Regions from separate parts of the Rattus norvegicus genome. Here regions 1, 2 and 4 are each linked to region 3. A link is a contact called in public Hi-C data. All regions are on one chromosome and are shown on one strand. The core of a region is the stretch at or near the end of the contact, and the rest is flanking DNA. Distances in the headings are between cores, read along the strand shown. Region 1 holds the start of Paf1 (PAF1 homolog, Paf1/RNA polymerase II complex component). Region 2 holds the start of Plekhg2 (pleckstrin homology and RhoGEF domain containing G2). Region 3 holds the start of Pak4 (p21 (RAC1) activated kinase 4). Region 4 holds the start of Gmfg (glia maturation factor, gamma).

Evidence for each region. Hi-C and Micro-C count contacts between places; a contact is called where the count stands out from the background.
Region 1: a Hi-C map of the A7r5 cell line shows a contact between it and region 3, with 4 times the contacts expected there. The contact joins the promoter of Paf1 here to the promoter of Pak4 in region 3. A contact is called at or near these places in 2 of 12 Hi-C or Micro-C datasets (the A7r5 cell line and frontal cortex).
Region 2: a contact with region 3 is called in a Hi-C map of the A7r5 cell line, with 2.8 times the contacts expected there. The contact joins the promoter of Plekhg2 here to the promoter of Pak4 in region 3. A contact is called at or near these places in 3 of 12 Hi-C or Micro-C datasets (the A7r5 cell line, liver and mammary epithelial cells).
Region 4: a Hi-C map of the A7r5 cell line shows a contact between it and region 3, with 6 times the contacts expected there. The contact joins the promoter of Gmfg here to the promoter of Pak4 in region 3. A contact is called at or near these places in 12 of 12 Hi-C or Micro-C datasets (the A7r5 cell line, the Rat2 cell line, Schwann cells and 7 more) and 1 of 1 datasets of contacts at active chromatin or transcription factors (oligodendrocytes).

Annotation. Positions count from the first base shown.
Region 1 is chr1:92,809,350-92,815,128 of GRCr8, reverse strand. It overlaps Paf1 (PAF1 homolog, Paf1/RNA polymerase II complex component), which reads right to left and starts at 3,932. Exons shown (of 14, transcript NM_001024898.1): 1 at 3,681-3,932; 2 at 3,297-3,326; 3 at 2,338-2,430; 4 at 1,944-2,065; 5 at 1,788-1,854; 6 at 1,611-1,712; 7 at 1,432-1,537; 8 at 1,289-1,357; 9 at 1,104-1,207; 10 at 658-774; 11 at 428-556. The coding sequence starts at 3,727. Med29 (mediator complex subunit 29) reads left to right here and starts at 4,221. Exons shown (of 4, transcript NM_001106237.1): 1 at 4,221-4,487; 2 at 5,271-5,329; 3 at 5,532-5,616. The coding sequence starts at 4,275.
Region 2 is chr1:92,788,210-92,793,988 of GRCr8, reverse strand. It overlaps Plekhg2 (pleckstrin homology and RhoGEF domain containing G2), which reads left to right and starts at 1,379. Exons shown (of 19, transcript NM_001415791.1): 1 at 1,379-2,088; 2 at 2,705-2,835; 3 at 3,430-3,689; 4 at 3,768-3,868; 5 at 5,217-5,283; 6 at 5,382-5,428; 7 at 5,670-5,779. The coding sequence starts at 2,727. Trnai-uau1 (transfer RNA isoleucine (anticodon UAU) 1) reads right to left here and starts at 978; the gene lies at 885-978.
Region 3 is chr1:93,013,413-93,019,676 of GRCr8, reverse strand. It overlaps Pak4 (p21 (RAC1) activated kinase 4), which reads left to right and starts at 2,956. Exons shown (of 10, transcript NM_001106238.1): 1 at 2,956-3,064.
Region 4 is chr1:92,859,278-92,865,109 of GRCr8, reverse strand. Gmfg (glia maturation factor, gamma) reads right to left here and starts at 3,796. Exons shown (of 7, transcript NM_181091.2): 1 at 3,789-3,796; 2 at 3,277-3,373; 3 at 3,106-3,155; 4 at 1,790-1,839; 5 at 154-236. The coding sequence starts at 3,791.

The DNA of each region.
Region 1 (5,779 bases), core at 2,683-5,182, 210 kb after region 3:
CCTCTAACCTCCTCATGCATGCACACAAAATAAGAGCAACAAAGGAAAGCTGATTCAATCTCTGGCTCCAGTATGTACACACATGAACAGAAAAATGACTAGGTTTACATCCTACATTGTGTGAAAATTTTCTTTGTGGTTTATAGTACTAGGAACAGAGAGCCAAGTCCAGCCTACATTTTTTTTTTTTTTTTTTTTTTGTTCTTTTTTCCGGAGCTGGGGACCGAACCCAGGGCCTTGCGCTTCCTAGGTAAGCGCTCTACCACTGAGCTAAATCCCCAGCCCCCCAGCCTACATTAATAAGCAGGGTCCTGCTGCTCTCTCAGATACATAAAACAAATATTTAGGTACAAATGACTTCAGAGTAGTTCATTCATGGTCTCAAAAAACAAAAACAAACAAAAAAACCCACAACAGTGCTGAGTACCTGGTCTCTAGCTCATTGTAGTAGACACCATCACCCTCTCTGAAGATGAAGAAGTAGTTTTCCTCGTAGCCCTTACTGGCCTTGTTCTTCACATTCCAGTTATATTCTCGAGCAATCTTGTAGTCATACCTGGGAAGAAGGTACACAGTCAGCCCATTGGTTATAGAGGAGTAAAGGAAACATACTTCTGAATTCTAAAGCCTCACTAACCCTAACCCTAACCCACTTACACATCATCTGGTGCATAGTCCATCTCTTCCTCTTGGTCCCGCTTTCGTTTTTTTAGTGTCTCTTCCACAGGCAGAAAATAAGCCACAAACTGGTTCCCTTCCTCATCCATCATGCCCCTGGTTTGGGGGAAAAGAGAGTAAAGGTCAAAAGCAAAGTAACAAAGCTGGGTGTGGTGACACATGCCTGTACATTCAACATTCCAGAGATTGAGGCAAGAGGAATGCAAGGAGCCTAGAGGTCAGCCTGGGCAACGGAACCATAACCTATGTCAAAAACACAAATACAGGAGAGGCAACAAGGAGCACATCAAGATAGAAAACGGGGCTGGGGATTTAGCTCAGTGGTAGAGCGCTTGCCTAGGAAGCGCAAGGCCCTGGGTTCAGTCCCCAGCTCCGGAAAAAAAGAACAACAACAACAAAAAAAGATAGAAAACAGGACCGCTGACCTGATCATGGCCTGAGACATCATCTCTAATGCAGCTGCTCCACTTGTGTCCTTGGGGGCTGGGTCTGAATCAAAAATGACCTGAGCACATGGGTTGATCCACATCTGGGAAATAGAAAGATACTAAAGTTAGTAAGGACTGGACAGGCACAAGTGGCTGCCCCTGCCTCCCACCCTGAGTCTGACCTTAAAGTCTGGGAAGACAGGCATGACCTCCACTGGTGTCACTCGGGGCTTGCTGTAATGCTGGGAGATCTGATAGAAGAAAAAGGGTGAGAAGAGGAAGAACCTGAGCCATACTTCTGCCTCTATTCTAGTCCCCCAATTACCGATTTCTGGGCATCTTCAAAAGTCTTCTCAATGGCTGTGATCTGGCTGTCCCTGTCTTTGTATATTTCTTCCTCTGTGAACTGCTGTTTCACAGAAACCCCAATCCTAGCAGTGAAGAAGATAACATTAAGGGCCTCTGGACATTGCTAAAATCTTGCCCTTCCCACCCGTTACTTACTTGACCTCAGGCTTCTCATTGGAGATGCCATATCTGTTGAACTCAGTGGAAATATACTCTGTCTTACGCATCCACGGCACCACCTTCGCATGCTGCTGGGATCTGGAGAGGAAAACCAGGCACCTCAGGGTCCCATGCTTGGTAAAGTCCACCCAGTACCTATGGGGACCACCTCACCTCTTGGAGCTGGTGGGAGCCTGAATCTCCTCTTCCAAAAGCTTTTCATCAGCCGGATCCAGAAGAACTAGGGGATGAGGAGCAGGAGGACCATGAGGAATACCCAGGCCTGGCCTTTGCTAGGCTAGAGCAGACCCTCCCTGTCTCCCCACACACCATTGGGATCAATGCGGTAGGTGTCAGGGTTGATGAGATCGATGGTGACCCCCAGATCTGGTTCAGTCAGGAGGTCATGTTTATGCTGTTTCTCCAAGGAGGTTGCTTTGTACTGAACAAACCTGGGTGGGAAAACATACCTGTTATAGCTTTATGATCCACCCTCACATCCCAACATGCTTCCTTCCTAGATGTTAAGCTTCTATGGAGAGGGAGTGTAAGTGTCCAGTATTGGCAGCTTCTGAGTAAGAAGGGTTTTGCATGCTGCTTTCTCTATTAGTAGTTACTGAGCACTTCCTATGTGCCAATCATAGGCAGGAAGAGGCAATGAAATAAGCAGTCCTTGCTTTCAATGAACTATTTTTAATAGCTTATCCACTGAGTTTGGTCATACCTGTTCTGGTCGAAGGGGTAGGTGATGAATTTGGGGTCAAATGGGATGTCAGGAAGGCTGTTGCAGTACTTGACTCGGCAGACCACTCCAGACCTAAGAAAACAGTAGCTCAGAACTACGTCTCGCAGGCCTACAGAGAGGACTTCAGCAGTTAAGGAGGAGTACTTATCCTGCAGAGGACCCAAGTTTGGTTCCTAGCACCCATATCAGGCTGCTACACCTGTAACATCAGATCCAGGGGGACCTGACAACTGAGGCCTCTGCAGGCAGCTACACAAACATGCACATACTTACACATCTAATTAAAAATAATATAAGTGGCTGAAGTTAGTGGCACAGGCCTTTAATCCCTGCACTTGAGAGGCAAGCAGATCACTTGAGAATTTAAGCTAGTGATGGTTTACATAGTGAGTTCCAAACCAGTCAGGGATACAAAGTGAAACTCTTGTCTCAAAAGGAATAATAATGCCTGGCTGTGGTGGCACACACCTTTGGAAGGCAGAGGCAGGTGGATCTCTGTGAGTTTGAGGCCAGCCTGGTCTACAGACAGGGCTACACAGAGGAAACCCTGTCTTGAAAAATCAAAAGAGTAGTACAAATTATAAAAACAGCCTCGGGCTGACAAGATGGCTCAGCAGGTAAAAGCATCAGCTATCAAGCCTGAGGAACTGAGTTTAATATCTCAGACCTATACCTATACGGTAGAAGGAAAAAAATGACTTGTCTTTAGACTGGCACACACAGCTTTAACTATACACACAAAAACAACCGAGGCCTGTTCTGCCAGGCAACATAGGACTGCACTCCTAGCACCCAGGAGGCTGAGAGGTACAAAGACAGCAAGCTTGAGGTCAGACTGGGCCACTTTATGAGATTCTCAAGAGCACAACGACCCCCAACCGCCTCCCCGAAATGCGTTCGTGTCCCACCCGTCCTGGAAAGCGTAGCTGGGAGCTTACCTCTCAGGCAAGGTCCGGTGGGAATTGGGCCTGGTTTCAGGAAGGAGAGAGAGTGATGTCAAGAGTTTGACATGTGAGTGGAAAGAAAGGTCCCCGAATTTCTGTGGGAGTGATGCTTTAGTGCATGAAGCCAGATGCTCAATACCCTAAGGAGGCGGTCCAGAAGCTTAACTGAAGGGTACTGAGGACTAGGTCCCTCCCCCAAGGTGGAATTCCAAAATTGTATAGCAGGGGACCAGGAAGCGACCGCAGAGGCCCAGAGGGGAGCACTGTGCGACATCGCGGGCTGACCTGAGGGAACCAGTGACGTCGTAAGCAACCCCTCTCGGCCTAGTCCCAAGCTTGCAGGTCACACACTGAAATAGCAAGTGACAGGAGACATACCTATGGCCATCTTCCCGCTGTGCCTGGGTCTGGATGGTGGGCGCCATCGCGACCAGGCGACGGTGGCGCGGACGGCGTCCAAGCTGGCCGCGGGCGGACGCTGAGGGGCGTGCCGACTTTGAGAGACGCCGGATCTGCGGACAAGACGCAGGCTCTGCGGAGAAAGGCGGGATGAAGTGGGCCGGGGAGAAAGGCTCGGGTGTGACTCAAGTTAAAGCGTGGACGGCGTCGGACACGGACTCGCAGCTCCCGCTTCGACTACTACCAAGACGCTGAAGACTGGACAGGTCGCTTCTGGCCGCAAGGCCTTCAGGGAAATAGAGTGCGGTCAGTCCCTCACAGCGATTGGTGAACTGTGGGTGAAGGGGCGGGGCTGTAGGAGACCGCCTCTAATGATTGGTGAAAAGATATTCCAGTCAAGCCCTCGGATTTGGGAGGGCGGAGAAAAAAAAAAACGCATATCCTCTCTTCCCATTGGCTGACTCGTCGGTAAAGCAACGCTAACTAGGAAAGGAGGCCAGCCAACTTTAGAGGCAGAAGAGCCACCGGAGCAGACGCGCTTGTGACGTGTTTCCGGTGTTCTAGCGGAGGAAAATGGCTGCGCCCCAGCCACAGGCTGCGGCGGTTTCCTCTGCTGCCGGTGTGTCTGGTCCGGGTTCTGCTGGTGGTCCTGGTCCCCAGCAACAGCCGCAACCAACCCAACTGGTGGGTGCTGCCCAGAGCGGGCTCCTGCAGCAGCAGCAGCAGGACTTCGATCCTGTGCAGCGCTACAAGATGCTCATCCCGCAATTGAAGGAGAGTCTCCAGGTGATGGGCCACAGGGAGAAAGGGGCTGGCGGGCTGGCTCCGGGAAGGTGCGCCGAGGGGCTTTTTGTTGAAGGAGAGACCGTAGACCCAGAAGAGAAGTAAGACTAGCTGTGTGTGTGCATGTTTGTGTCTAACTAAAGCGAAGCTCTGGGAGCTGTAGTGGTGGCACGTTCTTAAACCCAGCGCTCGGACAGCAGATGAGAACGATCTTTGAGTTCGAGGCCAACCTGGTCTACCGAGTTCTAGGCCTACCGGGGTCTACATAATGAATCCCTGTGGAGAGAAAGGAAATGAGAATGAATGAGGATTTTAGCCGGGTATGGTAGTGCACGCCTTTAATTCCAGCCTTTGGGAGGCAAAGGAAGGTGGATCTTTTGAGTTCCAGGACAGCTTGGTCTACAGAGTGTGAGTTCCAAAACACCCGGGGCTACACAGAGAAACCCTGTCTCGAAAAACTGGATTGGGGGGGGGGGGGCAGAAACAGAAACAGTTCTGGTTGTTAAATTCCGTGCAGAGGTCAGGCCTAAGTGTCATTTCTACCGGTGATGACTGGGTGAAGGGTATGTCCAGAAAGTTATTGGTGAGAGTGCCAAACAAGAACAGGCTTATGGGAAAATATGAGGAGAAATTGCTATAGGGATGGTAGTGAGCTTTAGTCTCCATTATCAGAATGGAGGTGTCAACTGAAAAGGCCTGTGAATCTCAAAAAAGACTATTGATCCTGTCTGTGTGCCTTCATCTCCTGTGTCTTACTTTTCTCTCTCGATGACCTTTTAAAACTAGACTTTGATGAAAGTTGCTGCCCAGAACCTGATTCAGAACACTAACATTGACAACGGACAGTGAGTGAACCACCTCTTCTCTACCTCAACCATAGAAACCCCTCCCCCACTGCCCCACTCCCTCCTTTTTAAGCCCTGTGTGGATCCCCTGGGCCTGGCCTTACTATCTTGGTGGTCACTTGATTAGATATCTACATACAGGTCCTAGTGTTTCAGATTCAAAGTCACTTCACTCCTCAAACAGTTTTCTCCCTGGCTGTAGGAAAAGCAGTGACGGACCCATACAGCGCTTTGACAAGTGTCTGGAGGAGTTTTACGCACTCTGTGATCAGCTGGAACTCTGCTTGGTGAGGAACTCCCTAAAGACCTTGTGACAAAGCTCCCCTTTGCTCACCACAAGAACAGTTTGATGTAGTACCACTCAGTAGCCCAATCTCTGCCGACACTGGATATGTAAACCAAACAGCCCGCCATATTCTGAGTGTACTGAGGTCACAGGCATGCACCACC
Region 2 (5,779 bases), core at 130-2,629, 220 kb after region 3:
CTAAAGATATACTTACACTCCCAGATGGTGACAGAACCAGGAGTTTAGGCCAGTCTGGGTAACATAGTGAACGTCAAATTTAAAAATGTACTTAATTTGTAGACTTTTAGCAATCAGACTCCCTGGTTAAAAGGTCAAGTCCTTGGGCTTGGGGAGTTAGCTCAGTGGTAGAGCGCTTGCCTAGAAAGCGCAAGGCCCTGGGTTTGGTCCCCAGCTCCGAAAAAAAGAAAGAAAGAAAAAAGGTCAAGTCCTCAGAGACAGAAGGAACGGTACCTAGTGAATGTTCAGTGTATGTATTGAAAAAAAATTGGTTAAGAAACCTCAAGAAGGGGGTTGGGGATTTAGCTCAGTGGTAGAGCGCTTGCCTAGGAAGCGCAAGGCCCTGGGTTCGGTCCCCAGCTCCGGAAAAAAAAAAAAAAAAAAAAAAAAAAAGAAACCTCAAGAAGAAAAATATACAAAAAGAGCCTGTTGTAACCATCCATCCATCCATCCCTAGGATCTGAGATTGAGGTTCCATTTGACGCTCAGGCCATTTTAATGAGAGACGTTATTGCCCCCTGGCGACCAGAATAGAAACTGCAACTTTGGTACTGTTCCACCAAACATTGCAAAAAATTCACAAGGAAATGTTCATTCTTCAAAAATTCTGTAGTTGTAGTGACGCACGCCTTTAATCCCAGTACTCGGGAGGCAGAGGCAGGCGCATCTCTGTGAGTTCGAGGCCAGCCTGGTCTAACATAGTGACTTCCTGACCAGCGAGAGTTACATGGTGAGACCCTGTCTCAAACAAGCCAAACCGTTTGATTGAATTTTGATGAAAATGTCTAAACTGATGAGAGAACACAAAAATAGCAGGGTAGATATAGGGGGGGGAAAAAAGGAAGTGCTCCAGGTGAGGATCGAACTCACAACCTCGGCATCGCTTCGCCTAGCACTGACATATAAGTACCGCGCGCTAACCGATTGCGCCACTGGAGCTCCGGCCGCACCCTCGCGCCACAAAGTCCTTCAGTCAGTTGTAGTCGCGCGACTTTGTTGAATGGTTCGGCATAACATTGCATATGCAAATATAAAGCCCGCCGACCGACCAATAAGAACGAGAGAGTGAGATTATTCCAGATTCTCACGCCTCTTGGGCCTTGCTGTAAAAGGTAAAAAGTCCTCGGGGCTCTAGACTCTTGGAATGTGGGCGGTGACTTGCTGTTGGGCCCGCCCGCAGTTTGCGATTATTCCGAGTAGGGGGCGAGGATTTTTTTTAAAGCCTTTGCGGGAGGGCGTGCCGGAAGGCAGCCCCTCCCCCCAGCGGGCGGGAACAGGATGTGAGCCGCAGCGGCGGCCGCCCCCCACCCCACATCTGGGACCCGACTCTCCCCGCCCCAGATACGGCGCCGCCCCCAGAGCCCCAGGACACTCATTCGGGAGCCCGAGGCGTCCATAGTGTCGGACCCAGGCGTCCGGGACCTCTGTCCCGCGTCTTAAGAGACCCGCAAGTCCTGGCTCCCGTGCAGAGTCCGGGACCTGATGCCCAGCGCCCCCTTCTGGAGGAGGCGGGGGCTCGGGAAGTCAGCCCCGAGGCTGGAGGCCGGTCCCGCGCCCGGCTTCGAAGACCGTAGGATTTGTGGCCGTGCATCCCTGCCATGGGGTCCCAACTCTGAGTCCGAGACCCCCTCCTGGAGCCACTTGGGGACAGGATCTCGCGCCTCGACTTAGGGCTGCAACATCCATCACCTCCAGGAGACCGAGAGTTAGCCAGTCCTTGCGGTCCCTCCCGGAGGTGACTTCATCCCAGCCCCTCGGGTTCTGGAAACTCTGGAGTCCCGGTGCCCCCCGACAACACACAGCCCTACCTAGAAGACTGAGGAATTTGGGTCCCCAGCGCCCTGTTCTGAGACTCGAGTAGAGGGTTGCAGCATCTTCTAATTAGAACACCAAGACTTCGGACTCCGGATCCCAACTCTCCCCGGATTCTGGAGTCCAAGAACCCCAAGTTCACGACCTTAAGCCTGGGTTGTGAGCCTCCCCCGGGACCGCGCGTTACCGTGCAGACGCGCGGGACTCCCGACCTCAAGGCCCGTGGCTCCCCCGGAGGTGAGGGGAGCGAGGGGCCCGGGGCTGGGGGAGGGGGCGGCGCCGAAGCGGAACAATGAGGGGGCGTGCCGGCGGGGGGTAGTGGAGGCGCCGGCTGGAGTTAGGGGCTGCAACTGCACAGGGAAGGATCCAACAGTGGGGACCGCGGTTGGGGCGCCGAGGGACTGGCTGGAGCTGGGTGGAGGACTCGGGGCCAGCGCCCCAGCGCGCCGTCCTGGGCGGGGTAAGGAACCGTCTGTAGGACCCTGGCATCCGGTCCCCCAGCCTCCGCCCTCCCCTGGGACCCCGCGGCCTCTCCCGCCCACGGTTTTTCCCAGCCCTGCCCCTCGCCCTCGGCTTCAGCCCGAGCCTGAGAGTTCCCAGGATCCCTGAGCCTTGGGAAGGGGGGGTGCCCAGACAGATGGGACTTGCAGAGTCAGGCACTTTTGCTGTCTTCGTTCTTTGTCTCAACCTTTTCCCATCTTTAGCTTGTCTTCTCAGCCCCTTCTTTCTGTCACTTTGTATCTTCTTGGAGCCCCCCCTTAGGATTTAGATCAACTTCCAATAATCTATCTGTGAGTTGGAGCGGCCTGGAGACCAGTGAAGTCTAGTTCCCAAGAAGTGGGTCTCTTTGTAGGTCCGAGTTGTGCCCCTCAGCCATGCCAGAGGGAGCCCGGGGACTCAGCCTGTCCAAACCCAGCCTTAGGCTCGGGTGTGGTCACCAAGGTGAAGTTTGCGACTGCGCAGCTGTGAGTGATACTCCAACAGGTGAGCGGCCCAGACAGGTGGAGCCTGTGGGCATTTGTCCCTTCCCTCAGGACAATGAGCATCCCTCTGTGGCTCACCTAGTGCTGAGCATGGCCAAGAAAGCCCAGCCCTGTCACCACGGAGGAGACTACTAAGCTGAGAAGTCAGGAAAAAGGAGTTGGACACAAAGAAGAATTCTGCATGCAGGGAACAGTATGTGCAAAGGCCCACTGCTGCACCTTTAAATAATTGGACAAAGTTGAGTGTGAAGGGGTGGGGGCTGTTAGAGAGGTGTGGAAAGGGAACTAGGTGAGGGGATTAGATGGGGCTGTGTGGATCTGAGGAGTTTGGACTTGAACGTAAAGGTCCTGTGCTTATGGGAGTGACAAGGTCAGTTGGACAGATTCATAGTGATAGCTGTGTGGTTGATGAAGGAGGTGAAAAAGCAGTGGAGATCTAAGCCCCAGAGAGGAAAGTACCCTGATAGGTACAGGATCAGACTGGACAAATTAATAGTAGAGCAGAGACCTGTGGGAACTGGTAGCCAAGTGGGGGTGACTATGGGATCCATAAGACTGTGTCTGGGAAACCCTAACCACTTGCTCCCTACCTCAGCAGCTCCCGCAGCCCCCAACATGGCTTCTCCAAGGGGCTCTGGCAGCTCCACCTCTTTGAGCACCGTGGGCTCTGAGGGGGACCCATCTCCAGCTTGCTCAGCCTCCAAGCCAGAGCCCCTGCCAGAGCCCCCCATACGCCTGCACCTGTCGCCAGTGGGGATCCAGGGGTCAGTGAAACTGTCCATGCTGGAACGAGTGGCCAGGGAGATTGTGGAGACAGAGCGGGCATATGTCCGGGACCTTCGCAGCATCGTGGAGGTGAGGTGGGCAGGCACCTGAAGACAGTGGCAACCCAGGCCAGGCCCTTGGCCTCTGTAACCCCTGTCATTCCCATAGGATTACCTGGGCCCTCTGATGGATGGCAGGGCCCTAGGGCTGAACGTGGAGCAGGTGGGCACTCTGTTTGCAAACATCGAGGACATCTATGAGTTTAGCAGGTAAGGGGCAGGGTGGGCACTGCCAGGGGACTGTGGCTGCTATGCCAGGGGAGGGACTGTGTCCTAACACTAGCCTGAGTGCCTCTTAGTAGCCTTGTGTAGGCTGGCATGTGAGGTGTAATATTGGGCATGATGGGGACAGTGAGGACTCAAGATGGGAAGAAGGATAGAACTTACAGGAACCATGTTAGGTTCTCAGACCTTGAGTCCTGTGGGGTCTGAGCATCCAGTCCCAGATTTACCACAGCAGTTTCATGGGCCTAGGACACCCTCAGCTCTGAACAAACCTAGTTGGTTGCTTGCCCTAGTGAAGAAGCCACTAGGGCCCAAGTGTAGCCTCTCACAATCCCAAGAGAATCTTTTTTCACGGGGAATGGGGGTTTCAAGACATGGTTTCTCTATGTAGCCCTGGCTGGCCTCGAACTCAGAGATCTGCCTGCCTCTGCCTCCTGTGCGCCGGGATCAAAAGTGTGCGCCACCACTGCCCCGCAAAAAAGAAGCTTTTGTGATTTGTATTATTATTTGAGGTAAACAGGGCCTCATAGAACTAGGCCGGCTTGGAACTTGCTAGGTTGCTGAAGACGACATTGACTCAGTCCCCTGCCTTTATTTCCCTCCCAAGTGCTAGAATTACCCGCATGCACAACCACACCTACGGTCTCCTGGTGTGGTTCAAGCTGGCCTCGAAATTGAGATCTTGGGTTGGGGATTTAGCTCAGTGGTAGAACACTTGCCTAGGAAGCGCAAGGCCCTGGGTTTGGTCCCCAGCTCCGGAAAAAAAGAACCAAAAAAAAAAAAAAAAAAAAGAAAGAAAAGGTGTCTTTAAGGGGCTGGGGATTTAGCTCAGTGGTAGAGCGCTTACCTAGGAAGCGCAAGGCCCTGGGTTCGGTCCCCAGCTCCGGAAAAAAAAAAAAAAAAGAAATTGAGATCTTCCTGCCTCAGCATCCAGAGCTGTGTCTTCAGTTTCTCTCTTCCGTTGTTGTTGTTGTTGTTGTTGTAAGACTAGAATCTCACTCAGTAGCCCACACTGGTATTGAACCCTCCATCCCACTTGCTTGCCTCCCAAGTAGCTGAGGTTACAAGATAGTGCCACCACTCCCTGGCTTACAACATAGTCTAAGATGTCTAAGATGCCGGGCATCACCAACACCCCCCCCCCCCCGTCCCAGGCCTGTGGTGTCACTCCCTAGGTCATGGCATGCCAGCCACGACGGGGTTAGCAGGTTGAATAATACGAATCCGGGCAAAGACAGTGGGCTGAGGCTGCTTCCTACCTGTCTGTCGCTCTCTGGAGTCTTGTCGTGGGACAAGGAGGCAGGCAAGTTCTTTATCCCCCCCTCCCCCACAGTGAGCTCCTGGAGGACTTGGAGGGCTGCAGCAGTGCAGGGGGCATCGCCGAGTGCTTCGTGCAAAGGGTGAGTATGAACCAGCCTCTGAGGACAGCTCGAGGCCAGGGAATTGCTGGGCTGGGATTCATGGGGGCCATGGGAATCTGACTCAAGTACCCCCACAGAGCGAAGATTTTGACATCTACACATTGTACTGCATGAACTACCCGAGGTGAGGCAGAGAAAGTCCCTGCTTGACCCCAGGGTATTCCCATGAGCCAATGGGCCAAGCCACTATCCTCCACCCACTACCCCCTCCCCACAACCCCATGCCCAGGGGCAGCCCCTTCTAGATCTTGTTAGTCACTCATCTCCTTTTAATGCCCTGATCTGATCATCCCCAAACCTGGCCACCTGCTCCCAGCCCTGCCTGCTGGAGCACCAGCCACCACTGATCTGTGCTGTGCCCCCAGCTCCCTGGCCCTGCTCCGAGAGCTGTCACTGTCCCCGCCAGCCACTGTGTGGCTGCAGGAGCGTCAGGCCCAGCTCCGTCACTCCCTGCCTCTGCAGAGCTTCTTGCTGA
Region 3 (6,264 bases), core at 1,707-4,206:
GGAGGCAGCAGAGGGCAGCTGGTGAGTGAACGAGCTACTAGAATTCTCCCAACTTCGGGCTCCAGAGTGAACTAGAAACCAGTGATTGCACTTTAGCATGAAACTCCCAGTGCATAAAATGTTCGGAATAGCAGGGCATGGCCGGGCACGGCACGCCTTTAATCCCAGCACTCGGTAGTCAGAGGCAGGTGGATCTCTGAGTTTGAGGCCAGTCTGGTCTACAGAGCAAGTTTCAGAACAGCCAGAGCTACACAGAGAAACCCTGCCCCTTGAAAAATACTAGGAAGAAGGGGGGGGGGGGGTGAGGGAGGGAGGGAGGGACAGAAAGACAGAGAGAGAGAGACAGAGACAGAGAGAGATATTGTATCTACAGGGTGGCAATGGTGGTCACACCTGTATTCCCAACGCTGGGGATGTGGGAACAGGAAGATCAGCAGTTCAAGGTCATCCTTGGCTACATAGTGAGTTCCAGGCAGCATGAGGCTGGGTTGTGTGAGACTTTGTCAAAAATAAAACAAAACAAAACAAACAACAAATAACAAACAAAAACAAAACGCCAACCCAAGCAAACATACATTTCCTTTGGCCTATCAGTCTGTAGTAATGTATTCAAAGGAAGTAATTATTTAGCTGCTTGGATTTTTTTTTTTTTTTGGATGATGGTTTCTAAAAGCAAAATATGTATCACGGTACAGAAACTCAATTAGAAAAATGTGGCTAAGCAAATTAGAGTAAATTACTAGGATGGCTTCCGAGGCAGCCCCCAAATTAATCTTCTTGAAGAATATTTATTGATATCAAGAGTCATGATGATGTATATAGTCTTAATTTTAAAAGTATTTTCTGGGGTTGGAGAAATGGCTCAGTGCTTAGGAGCACTGGCTGCTCTGTCAGAGGCCCTTTTCTGGCCTCTGAGAACATACACACACACACTCACGCACATGTGTGAGGGGACCCACATATAGAGATGGGGGAATATTTTTTTAAACATTTATTATTCTGTGGTTGGGGGATTTTTTTTTAAATTATTTATTCTTCTTTCATACATTACATTCCAACTGCAGTTTCCCCTCCCTCCACTCCTCCCAGTTCCCCCATAAATCTTTTTTTTTTATTTTTTATTTATTTATTATATATGAGTACACTGCAGCTGTCTTCAGACACACCAGAAGAGGGCATCAGATCCCATTACAGATGGTTGTGAGCCACCATGTGGTTGCTGGGATTTGAACTCAGGACCTTTGGAAGAGCAGTCGGTGCTCTTAACCGCTGAGCCATCTCTCCAGCCCCATAAATCTTTTTTTTAAAAGATATACTATTCGGACCATTCTACCAGGCATGGTAATGTAATCCCAATGGTAAAAGACTCAGTGCATCGGAGGCCCTGAGTTCAACCAGAAATAAAATGGAGAGAGAGATGGGGGTGTGGGGAGCGGGAGAAAAGGTGAACAGAGACCTGAACAGCAGCCCTTCATCCACGGTTTGCACGTTAACAAAACGCTTGCTATGTGCCTGGCAGTGTGCGGGTGCGAGCAGAGGCAATGAGCATCTAAGTGAATCTTTAGAGGGTGGAATTACGCTTTATTCAGCTATCCCTCTTATAAATATGTACTGAGCACTTACATACCAATAATATCAAGGCCCTGGCCACCAGCAAAAACAGAGAGTTCAAGGTCAGGCTGGGCTACATAGTGAGACCCAGTCTCAGGAAACCAAAACCAGTCAGCCAAACAAAACCCACAGTCAGCAAAGGGAAATAAGCAAAAGCTGGCAAAGGGTTTAGTGGCACAAGGTAGGATGCTTTGTCTCTTAGAGAACATGATGTTTGAGAAAAACCCAAAGGAACACTGAGAGTCAGGAGGAGGCTTAAAGAAGAGAATCTTCCAGACAGAAGAAAAAGCCAACGAAAAGAACCAGAGAAAGCCTGTTTGGGACAAACCTGTTATTTCAGTCTCCCAAGGGGCTCAGCTGGGGAAAGCATTTGCCTAGAATTCCCTAGGGCTGGGGACTTACCTAGTACTGCTTGCCTGTTGTGTATAAAGCCTTAAGTTCAGTGTCTAATACCCAAATAAACAAATAAAACCCTTAAAAACCTCAAGATGAGAAAGCATTTTTAAATTTTTCAGTAAGACTTAGTAAAGCCAGAGGTGCAAGGGTGTATTAGTTTATGGGTTTCCTTTCCTCTGTGTTTTCCATTTTTGATTAATTTGAAAACATTTAATTACATTTATTTCTTTATTTTACGTCTATGGCTCTCTGGTGGAGGCTAGAGATCAACTTGTGGGGAATCAGTACTACCGTGGGTCCAGGAGATAGAACTTGTCAGTCTTGGCGGCAAGCACCTTTTACTCACTGACACATCTCCCACACAGGTGACTGGTTTAAAAAAAAAAAAAGCACATTTAAAAGATTAAGATCAAGTAGTGTCAGATTTCCAGACTCGGACAGCACTTCATTCAAAACTCGTTACTTGGCTTCCAGAAATCATAAACCAACTAGCGTTCTATTAGCCTGTTTCTTTACCTGTAAAATGGGGTGTTAAAACAACAGGATTGTGGCACCTAGTTTATACCGGAACTAGTCGCGTGCTAATAATAAATACTTAAGAACTGTTTCTGGCCTTTATGTTCTCATATTCCACTTTCTTACTTCTTTGGGAACTCGTGGGAATCTGTGCCACGGGAAAGCCGTTCTTTCCCCTTTAAGAGGCGGAGTGGGCGGGGAATCAACGTCCCCCGCACCTTTTCCAAACTTTCCAATCTCTGCTCGTCATTCTCCTCCTAGAGGTCTCCGATTGGACAACCCACACCAATCAGCAGCTTCGGGGAACCCTGCCGGCGCATCGCCCCTCCCCCAGCAGGCCCCTCCCATCGCCCGGTCAACTCCGTTACCATGGGTACTAGTGGGCGGCGAGGAGTAGGGGAGGCCCCGGATGTTCGTTAGAGATTCAACATGGCGGCGGCAGTAGCCGCGGCGGCGGCGGCTCGAGACAGCTGAGGGCGGTACGCGGGCGCAGAGTTCTGGGCCCGGCAGCTAGGCCGCGAGCGACCGCGGCGCCAAGCCGGTAGGTGAGGGGGTTACGGTGCAAGACGCTTGTGGTTGGGGGCGGGTGGATCTGGGCACGCGCTGTGGGAGAGCGGTTATTCGTAAGGGGGCGGGGCCGGTGGGGTCAAAGTTCACTCTTGGAGGAAAGGGTCGCGTGGAAAAGGGTCGCGGGTCAGAAATGAGGAAAGGGGAGGGAACTGTCGCGATCAGAGGTTAGGCCCACGGAGGGGGCGTGGCTGGGTTCGAAATCAATGCAAAGTTTGAAATACTAAGTGGGGGCGCGTAGGAGTGGTTCGGAACCGGTCTCATGAAAGGGGGTAACTCAAAGTAACTTAAAGAAGAGGGTGTGTCTGTAAGGGTCGGAGGTCATAACCAAGAGAAGTGGGCGGCGACCTGGTTGAAGATTTAAAAGGCTCAACCCGAGGAGGAGGTGAATGAGTTTTAGGTTTGGGGGTGTCTGAGACAGCATGTAGGTAGAAGGTACAAAGATAAAAATCTGACGGGTGTAGATGGTCTGGGAGGGTCCAAATCTAAAAACTCAAGTGAGGCGCGTGCAATGGGAGGGGAACCAGGATATCTAACAGAGTCGTCAAAAGTGCGTTCTGGTGGCAGAGTTGAAGGAGCCCCTTCCCACAAATAATGAAGGCCACACACCATGAAACACTGATGATAGGCTGGGCTAGCCTCTCAGTCAAAGCTCTGCTTATGTACTAATTTAGCACTCAGTACAACATCACGGGAGCCAAAGCTGTTATTAAGAAGCTAAGTGATTTGCCCCAGGTCAGCTAATGAGTAAGGTGAGCAGCTGGGGTTCTAGCTCCGGAGCTCTGTCCCAGAGTGATTCTGTAGCTGCTGCCTTTCAAAAACTCTTGGTGCTAGTTAATGTTTAACGAGAGAGCGCACCGTGTGTGCCTGGTCTTGTTTCGTCCTTTATCTTGTGAGATGGGTGAGTTGGGTGTTAGAGAACACCCCTGTTTCCCACATAGAAAAAGTAACGCCAAGAAAGCTTTGTTTAGAGGCAGGAGCTTTGGTCAGCTACCTGCCACAGTGTCCACTTTCCAGGAGGTCTGTTCCTGGAAGCCACTCCCTGGGTAGGAACAGTGTTTAGCCTCCTTGGAAGGGTGTGACCTGGGAGGGGAGGTTCCACTAGGCCTATGGGAGTGGCATGTTGGTGGGTGGCCCAGAGTCCAGTGAGCCTCTGATCGGGTGGGTGTGACCTTAGGAGTTCTCTATTCCTGACACCACAAGCTCTCCCTGTGGTCTTCAGTGGCTCCCAAACACTTCAGTTTGAGGCTTGGTCCTCCTTCCAGAGCTTTGACCTATCAGCCATCTTTCCGCTTCGATCATTCATGCTTAGCCAGCCCTGGGCAGCTCTTGGCTTGGCTTTCTTTCTCCCTCTATTGGAGAGCCCATTCTGCCTTTTCCTGGTTCTTGAGGCCATACGCACTCCTGCTGGTTTCTGGGTGTTTCTGGAGTACCAGCTGGTTGCAGAATGTCTGTGGGGACCATTAGGCATTGTGCTGGGTCCTCAGATACTGTAGCAAGGGGACAGGAGGCACATAGCCCTACCCTCAGTGCCTGCTTGTCTCTCCTATAGGAGCATGCTGAGACCAGACCTCAGCCAGCAACACTGAGCCTAAATGGAGCTGGGACAAGGAGAGTGCCCATATGCTGGGTCTGTCCTGAGGTTCCTGTCCTTGGAAAGTCCCTCAAGGAAGCTCTGAAAGATGAGTAGGAGGGACAGGAAGGGACACAAGGTCAAAAAGAGCAATGTGTGCATAGGTCCTGGCCTACTAGTGGTTCAGCCTGGGAAGAGCCACTTATAGTGAGTGCCTCAGTTTCCTCCTTTGTAAAGTGGACCTAATAAGAGTGCTGGGTATAGAAGGCCTGGCCTGAAACCTGGCATACAGTAGGCACTGGACAGCCTGGCGTACTGTGGAAGCACTGGTCTTATCGCTGGCTCCCAACTTTCCCCACCCCCGCCTGCCCCTGACAGTGTCGGAGAGCTGGCATGCAGCCAGCACCAGATCTGTGAGGTCACCCAAATTCCTAGCCTCGTGGTGCCAGCTTGGCACAGATAAGGAGAGATGGGGGTTGTGCCATTGGAGACTCAGATTCAGGCCCCTACTTTGTCTTTGGATCCTGAGCAAGTGTTTTGATATTGACTAATTTCGTCCTTTGTGTGCTGTGGTAGGCTATCGAGAAAAGCAGAGCTTTCAGTGTTAGGGAATGCCCAGCCATCCCTGTCAGATGACAGGAGTGCAGCCAGGGATGCCATCCACCCATTACCCACTCAGTCCTAGCTTCCCTGAGGAACTGGATCAGCAAAGCCACCTGTACTACCTAGAGGACAGCAGGCTAGTAGATGACAGTCCCACATTAACACCACTGACCCGCCCATTCCACGGCTCATGTCCACTGCTGTTTCACAGTGCCCAGTGTCACCTGAGCATGTCCCAGTGTTCTGCACCCACAGGCCTTGGATGGTCACTTGATTTCTGTGCTATTCAGATTTCTTGTGATTGGTCACATAGGAGTCATCACGCTTTGGTGGCCATGTGGTCAATTCCTTGCTGAGCTGTCACTGCGCTGTGATGACTATTCTAGAATGTTTCCATGTGGGCCATGGCCACAGTATGTCTTGACTTACACCTTGTAGTGGAGCTCACACTGGGCCCTGATGCTGGGGGATTGCTCTCCTAGAGGTTGTGCTGTGCTTCCCAGCAGCGACCAGAGGTGCTTTCATTGTCCCACCTGCTGTGAGTGTGTGGCTCTGGCTAGAATGACTTCCTTTGCATAGACATCATAGGCTGTCCCACTACTCCGGGAAGTGGACACCCAGGAAACGGCTTTTGTGACTACTTTAGCCTGATGTCTATCTAGCAGGCTTCCGGACTTTGGCTGTTACTCTCTAGGACATGTAACATTGGCCACAGCTTTGACCACTCTGCCGTTGGAACACCTTCCAGGATAGACATTTGAGAAAAGGCCTGACTGGGTAGGGTGTGTCTGTTTACACTCTGCCTGTGTGCTTGTTGGTTGCACTGCTAACAGAGCCTGTCAGATTTGTCCCTGGATGGTGACACCCAGATAGGTCGGAGGAGGAGGTTCAGGCAGTGGGGAGAGGGCTTTCTTGAGCAAGGGATGTCTGATTGAGAGAGAACGAACCAGGACTTCAAAGAATGGAAAGGTGAAACAGGTGGTGGGTACTGAAAACGT
Region 4 (5,832 bases), core at 2,547-5,046, 160 kb after region 3:
CACTCACACACACTCACACTCTCGAACACACTCACAGACTTACACTTACAAACATACACATCATATACACACACTCAACACACACACACACACACACACAACAATTACACACACACACACACTGCTCCTCAGAATCTAAGACCCTTTCCTCACCCACGGGGCTGGAGAAGATGAAACACAAAGGGTAGGACACCCTGCCGTCGTCATGCACGTACTTATAGCTATAGACCACGAACCTATGGAAGAGAAAGAGAATTCACACTCAGGACCTGAGAAGCTGCGCCATCGATGCTCTCTGAGTTCACATCCTTGAATCTGGGGCTAGGACCCCCGACTTCCCTCTCCCAATAATGGGACCTGAGTGCTGGCTCAGCAGTTGCATGCTGGGAACTGGTGCCTGACCCAGGAACTGGAACTGCATGTGAGCCAAGGTGCTAAGCACCACAGTCTGACCAATTGGATTTCATAGAAAGACAAACTTAAGATAAAACGCTAAACAAAATCAGAATTGAACCCGTACTCCCGGGGGCGAGGCCCCCTTCTGGGCCCTGGCTCTTTGCAGTTGCCAAAAGTTCCTGAGCTGGGGAATGAGGTCCAAAAGCTGAGAGATCCCAAAAGAAATGAGTCAAGATGAAAGATAAGGACGACCAGCTTGAGTCAGGCAGAGGGGCCGCAGCCTCTTATACCCAGAAGGCTAGAACAGGAGGGTGGAATCAGACGACCAGGAGGGGTAGAGGCAAAACAATCGGGAATCCAGGGCTGACCTTGGCTGTGTATTGAGTTCAGAGCCAACCTGGTACACAGGAGACTGTGTTTCAAAGAAACAAGAGGAGCTGGAGAGATGGCTCTGTGACAGAGTCCTTTTTTGTTCTTATGTAGGGCTACAGAGCAGTTTCCCAGGACCCAGTGTCAGCTGGCTCACATACACACATGCACATACTTGGACACAGACATACACGTGAATCATACATTAAAGCCTCTTTTACAAGGTGGAGTGCTGGAAGAGATGTTTCAGCAGTTAAGAACAACCGTTGCTCTCACAGAGCACTGCGTTCAGTTCCCTGCACCCACAAAGTTGGTCACAATGCTCTGAGACTCCAGTTCTAGGGGATCCACAGCCCCCTTTAGGCCTCTAAGGACAGACATGCACGGAAACACGCATACTCAGAAATTTAAAAATAAAAACTTTTTTGAGACATGGGGCTCACTATCTAGTCCTGGTTGCCCTGGAACTGTCTTTGCAGACCAGGCTGGCCTTGAACTCACAGAGATCCACCTGCCTCTGCCTCCCAAGTGCTGGTATTAAAGGTACATGCTACCGCTACCTGACCTTAATTTTTTTTAAAATACCCTCCTGATTTGTTTACCCCTTAAAAAATTAGTAGTATAAGGGCTGGAAAGATGGGTCAGTTTTTTAAAGCACTTGGCTGCTCTTGCAGAGGACCTAGGTTCCATTCCCAAGACCCATATGGTAGCTTAATACTCCAGTTAGGAGATCCTATGATATCTTCTGACATCTGCTGGCACTAAGCATATATGAGCTCTGCAGTCATAACTGCAGGCAAAATAGTCATGTACATAAAACAACTAAATAGATCTTCAACATACTAGTGAGAAATTCTGCAATAAAAGAATACTAGAACAACAAAGTCTAGGCTCTGACTTCTTGGCTTCAAACTCAGAGATCCTGAGCTCATAAACACAACTAGAGCCCAACAGTCCCCCAATTTATAGTAGGTCTATCACCCCCTACCCATAGTCCCACACTCTATCCCTTCCCCACATATACCTGGGCTGTCTCTCTGGCAACTCCAACTTAAGTTCCTCTGGGGAAACATTCTGAGACAGACAGAGAGAGAGAGAGAGAGAGAGAGAGAGAGCAAACAAATGATTGTCATTCAATTCATTAAATGATTACTTAAAATGTGCGGAGACATTGATCTAAGAAGCGCATGTGGATTCATTGAGATGTCTCAGAATCCTGCAGGAAGGTCTTATTATGCCCACTTAACAGCTACAGAAACTGAGGCCCAGTAGTGTCAAGGGGCTTGCCCCACATTGCACAAGACAGTAAATGCCAGAGTTCCGATTTGTGTCTGTGTTCCCATGGTAACCACTCTACTATACTTCCTTTTAGGGGGCCTAAGGGAGCCTAGCTCTTCCTGGTCAATACCCTTCTCTGCCAAACAGCCTTAGCTCCAGAAGGAAGGAAGGAAGGCTGTTGCAGAGGGCAAGGCCACAGTGGGAGGTTTATCCAGTTATATGGGGTTGCTAGTGGCTTTGGGCTACCTTATCTAAAATGAAACCCCCCCCTTTTTTTTTTAAACTCTAGGGCCTTGCTCAACAGGGAAGAGCTCTGTTCAGTTGTCTCCCCAACCTTTTCTTTTTAATTTAACTCCCATGCTGGCTAGTTTATGTCAACTTGACACAAGAGTCATCTGAGGGGAGGGAACCTCAATTGAGAATTGCCTCCATTAGATCAGATGTAGGCAAAGCCTACCGGGCACTTTCTTTGGTGATATGGGCCCACGCCTGGGTACTGTAAGAAAGCAGGTTGACCACACCATGAGAAACCAGCGAGCAGAACCCTTGCATAACCTCTGCATCAGCTCCTGCCTCCAAGTGTCAGCCAACTTTGAGATCCTGTCCTGACTTTCCCCGGTGGACTGTGATTCAGGCTATGTAAGCCAAAGAAACCCTTTTCTTCCCAGCTTGTTTTGGTCATGGTGTTTTATCACAACGATAGTAACCCTGACTAAAACACCTGGCTTTTTTTGCAGAAATAAGGCCTGGAACTTACTATGTAGACCAGGTTGGCCCCTCTTGAGTTCAGGCATTAAAAGCCAGTGCCAGCACACCCAGTCTTTATTTGGCTTTTTGATACAGGGTCTCTTGTAGTCCAGGCTGGCCTCCAACTAACACTATAACCAAGAATGACCTTGAATCCTGGTCCCTCTCTCTCCGCCCCTAGAGGGCCAGCATTACAGGCATGTGTCACTGTGCCCTGTTTATGAGGTACCTGGAACCAACCCTGGGAGCACTCTTACCAACTTTGTCCCCAGACCTCCCCCTGTATTTAGGGGATCAAGCATCCCAGCCCCTCACCTGGAATTCGTCTTCTAGCACCACCATCTGCCGGTCTTTGTCCACTTTCACTGGGGAGGGATAGAACACAGGTTACAGACCCTCCCCATCCCAAGGGATACCAGCCCAGCTTTCCCTGCCTTGTCCCCCCCTCCCCCCAGCACGACCCTTCACAGGGCAGAGGTCACTGACTTATGATGGCGGCATTGTTGGTCTCTTTTCGGAAACGGAATTTCCTCAGTGTTTCCTTTAGCTCCGGGTCCACGTCACACACCACCAGGGAGTCGGACTGCCAACGGGACAGGGGGGTGCTGAGCTGGCTTAGCCTCTAACCTGGCCCCTTTCCTGATTCAGCATTTCCATAAGTCAAAGAAGAAGCTGAAGGTAGCCCATATGAAAGGCCTTTAGCAAAGGCCTCAGAGGGTCGAGGGTTGTGGGGGGAGCAGTAACCAAGACACACAGTTCAGCCCCGAGGTATGCACAGAGTCCGGTGGGGACTCTTGGATTACTCCAGAAGACCCAAGGATCTGCTCGCCTGGGGCCAAACCACCACCTCTATGACCCCGCTTTGCCTCAGCTGGGTCCCTTCCCTCCCTGCCTGTGACCTTCATCCCCCAGCTGACCTCCATTCAGGTACCCTCTTTGTTCCAGGTCACCCTAAACCTCAGCCCCCTCACCCTTCCGTGTCACCCAGGCCCTCTGACCATGTTTTTTCTGTCCTCAGGCCTCTTCTCAGTTCCTCTGTCTTCTAGGGGTGGGGGCCCGGGCTGTGAAAGGGGGAAGCTTTCATCTAACACCACATCCTGTTTATGCCTAGCCTAGGACAACTGTCACAAAGGGCTCCTCCCCTTCCTTCCTTCCCTGCATCTGTCAGAGGCTTCAGTCACCCCTAAGATGGGGGTTCGAATACTGCCTCACTGTGCCCTAGATAAATCATGTCTTTGGTCTGGGATTGCTGTAAAGAGAAAATAGCATCGACTATCTCCCAGGTTGAAAGGGATACCTAATAAAGAGTAAATAAGCCTGGTGTTGTGGAACACACGTTTATTTTTTATTTTCCTGATTTTTCAAGACAGGGTTTTTCTGTGTAGGTCCTCTCTTGTAGACCAGGCTGGCCTTGAACTCAAAGATCAGCCTGTCTCTGCCTCCCAAGTGCTGGGATTAAAGTTTGTCACCACCCACTGCTAAATTCAACTATTTTATCAACTCCATCTCCCAGGTCCTACTGCCCCTAGAGCAGTGACAGGCTACATCGGGAAAGCCTGTCTCAAAATTAATAAATGCTACAATGGAAATGGTGGCCTATTATTAGAGATGTTTTTGTGCACTGCGTGAAGATGAATCTCTGTCCTTCCTTGCCTGCCTAAGGCACCTTCTGATTGGTTAAAATGAAAAGCCTGTGGCCTATGGCAAAAGGCAGACTAGCAAGGTGGGACAGAGAGAGGAACTCTGGGAAAGGATCAGGCGTGGGAGATGTGGAGGAAGTGGACTGTATGAAACTGAGGAGAGGTAACCAGCCACATGGCGGAACTTAGATTAGGATAAATGGAATAACTGAGTTACAGGCTAGCTGGGAACAAGCCTAGCTTAAGGCCAAAAGCTATTAAATAACTATAAAGATTTCCATGTTGTTTGGGAGCAAGGGCAGGCATAGAAAAGGCCCAGTTACAGCACATTTTATATAGATACACACACATACACACACATATACATATAATGTTTATATATATATACACCTATATACTATTATATATGTGTACATATATTATAATATGTTATATAATTTTAAGTATATAATTAAATATGTTTAATTAAATGTATACAATTTAAATCCAAATTCTAATGTTTATTAATTATATAACATAATTTTTTTTTTTTTTGGTTCTTTTTTTCGGAGCTGGGGACCGAACCCAGGGCCTTGCGCTTCCTAAGCAATCGCTCTACCATTGAGCTAAATCCCCAACCCCATAACATAATTTTATATATCTCGTCCAGCAGTCAGTATTGCTACAAGTCTGAGGCCAATCTAGTTGACCACAGTGAACTCCAGGCAAGCCAGAGTCACACAGAGACAATGCATACCAAAAGACCAAAATATGGCCCGTGAGATGGCTCAGAAGGTAAAGGCACTTCCCATGAAGCCTGAAAAATTGAATTTCATTCCTTGGACCCACACAAGGAAGGAGAGAACTGATTCCCACAAATTGTCTTCTGGCCTCCACCGGTGGGATGGGGCATGTTCCTGCATACACAAACATAAACAAATGAACTGCAATCTAATAAAAAATGGAAAAGCTAAGAGCAGACGCTAGCACGGCACAGCGATGCAGTCTGTCATTCCAACCCTGGGGAGGCAGAAGTGCAAGGCATCCTGAGCTACACAGTTCAGATTCTTGTCAGAAACAAAACAGCCGCCCCTTTAATTTCAGAATTTGGCAGGTAAAGACAGGAGATCAAGAGCTAAGGACAACCTTGTCTACATAGCAAATTTGAGATCAACCTGGACTACAGTGAAGCCAGCCTGGGCATACATAAGATCCTGTCTCAACAAAACAAAACAAACAAAACAAAACAAAACAAAAAACATCATCAAAAAACAGGGGGTTCGGGCTGGAGAGATGGCTCAGCGGTTAAAAGCACTGACTGCTCTTCCAGAGGTCCTGAGTTCAATTCCCAGCAACCACATGGTGGCTCACAACCATCTGTAAAGAGAACCGATGCCCTCTTCTGGTGTATCTGAAGACAGCT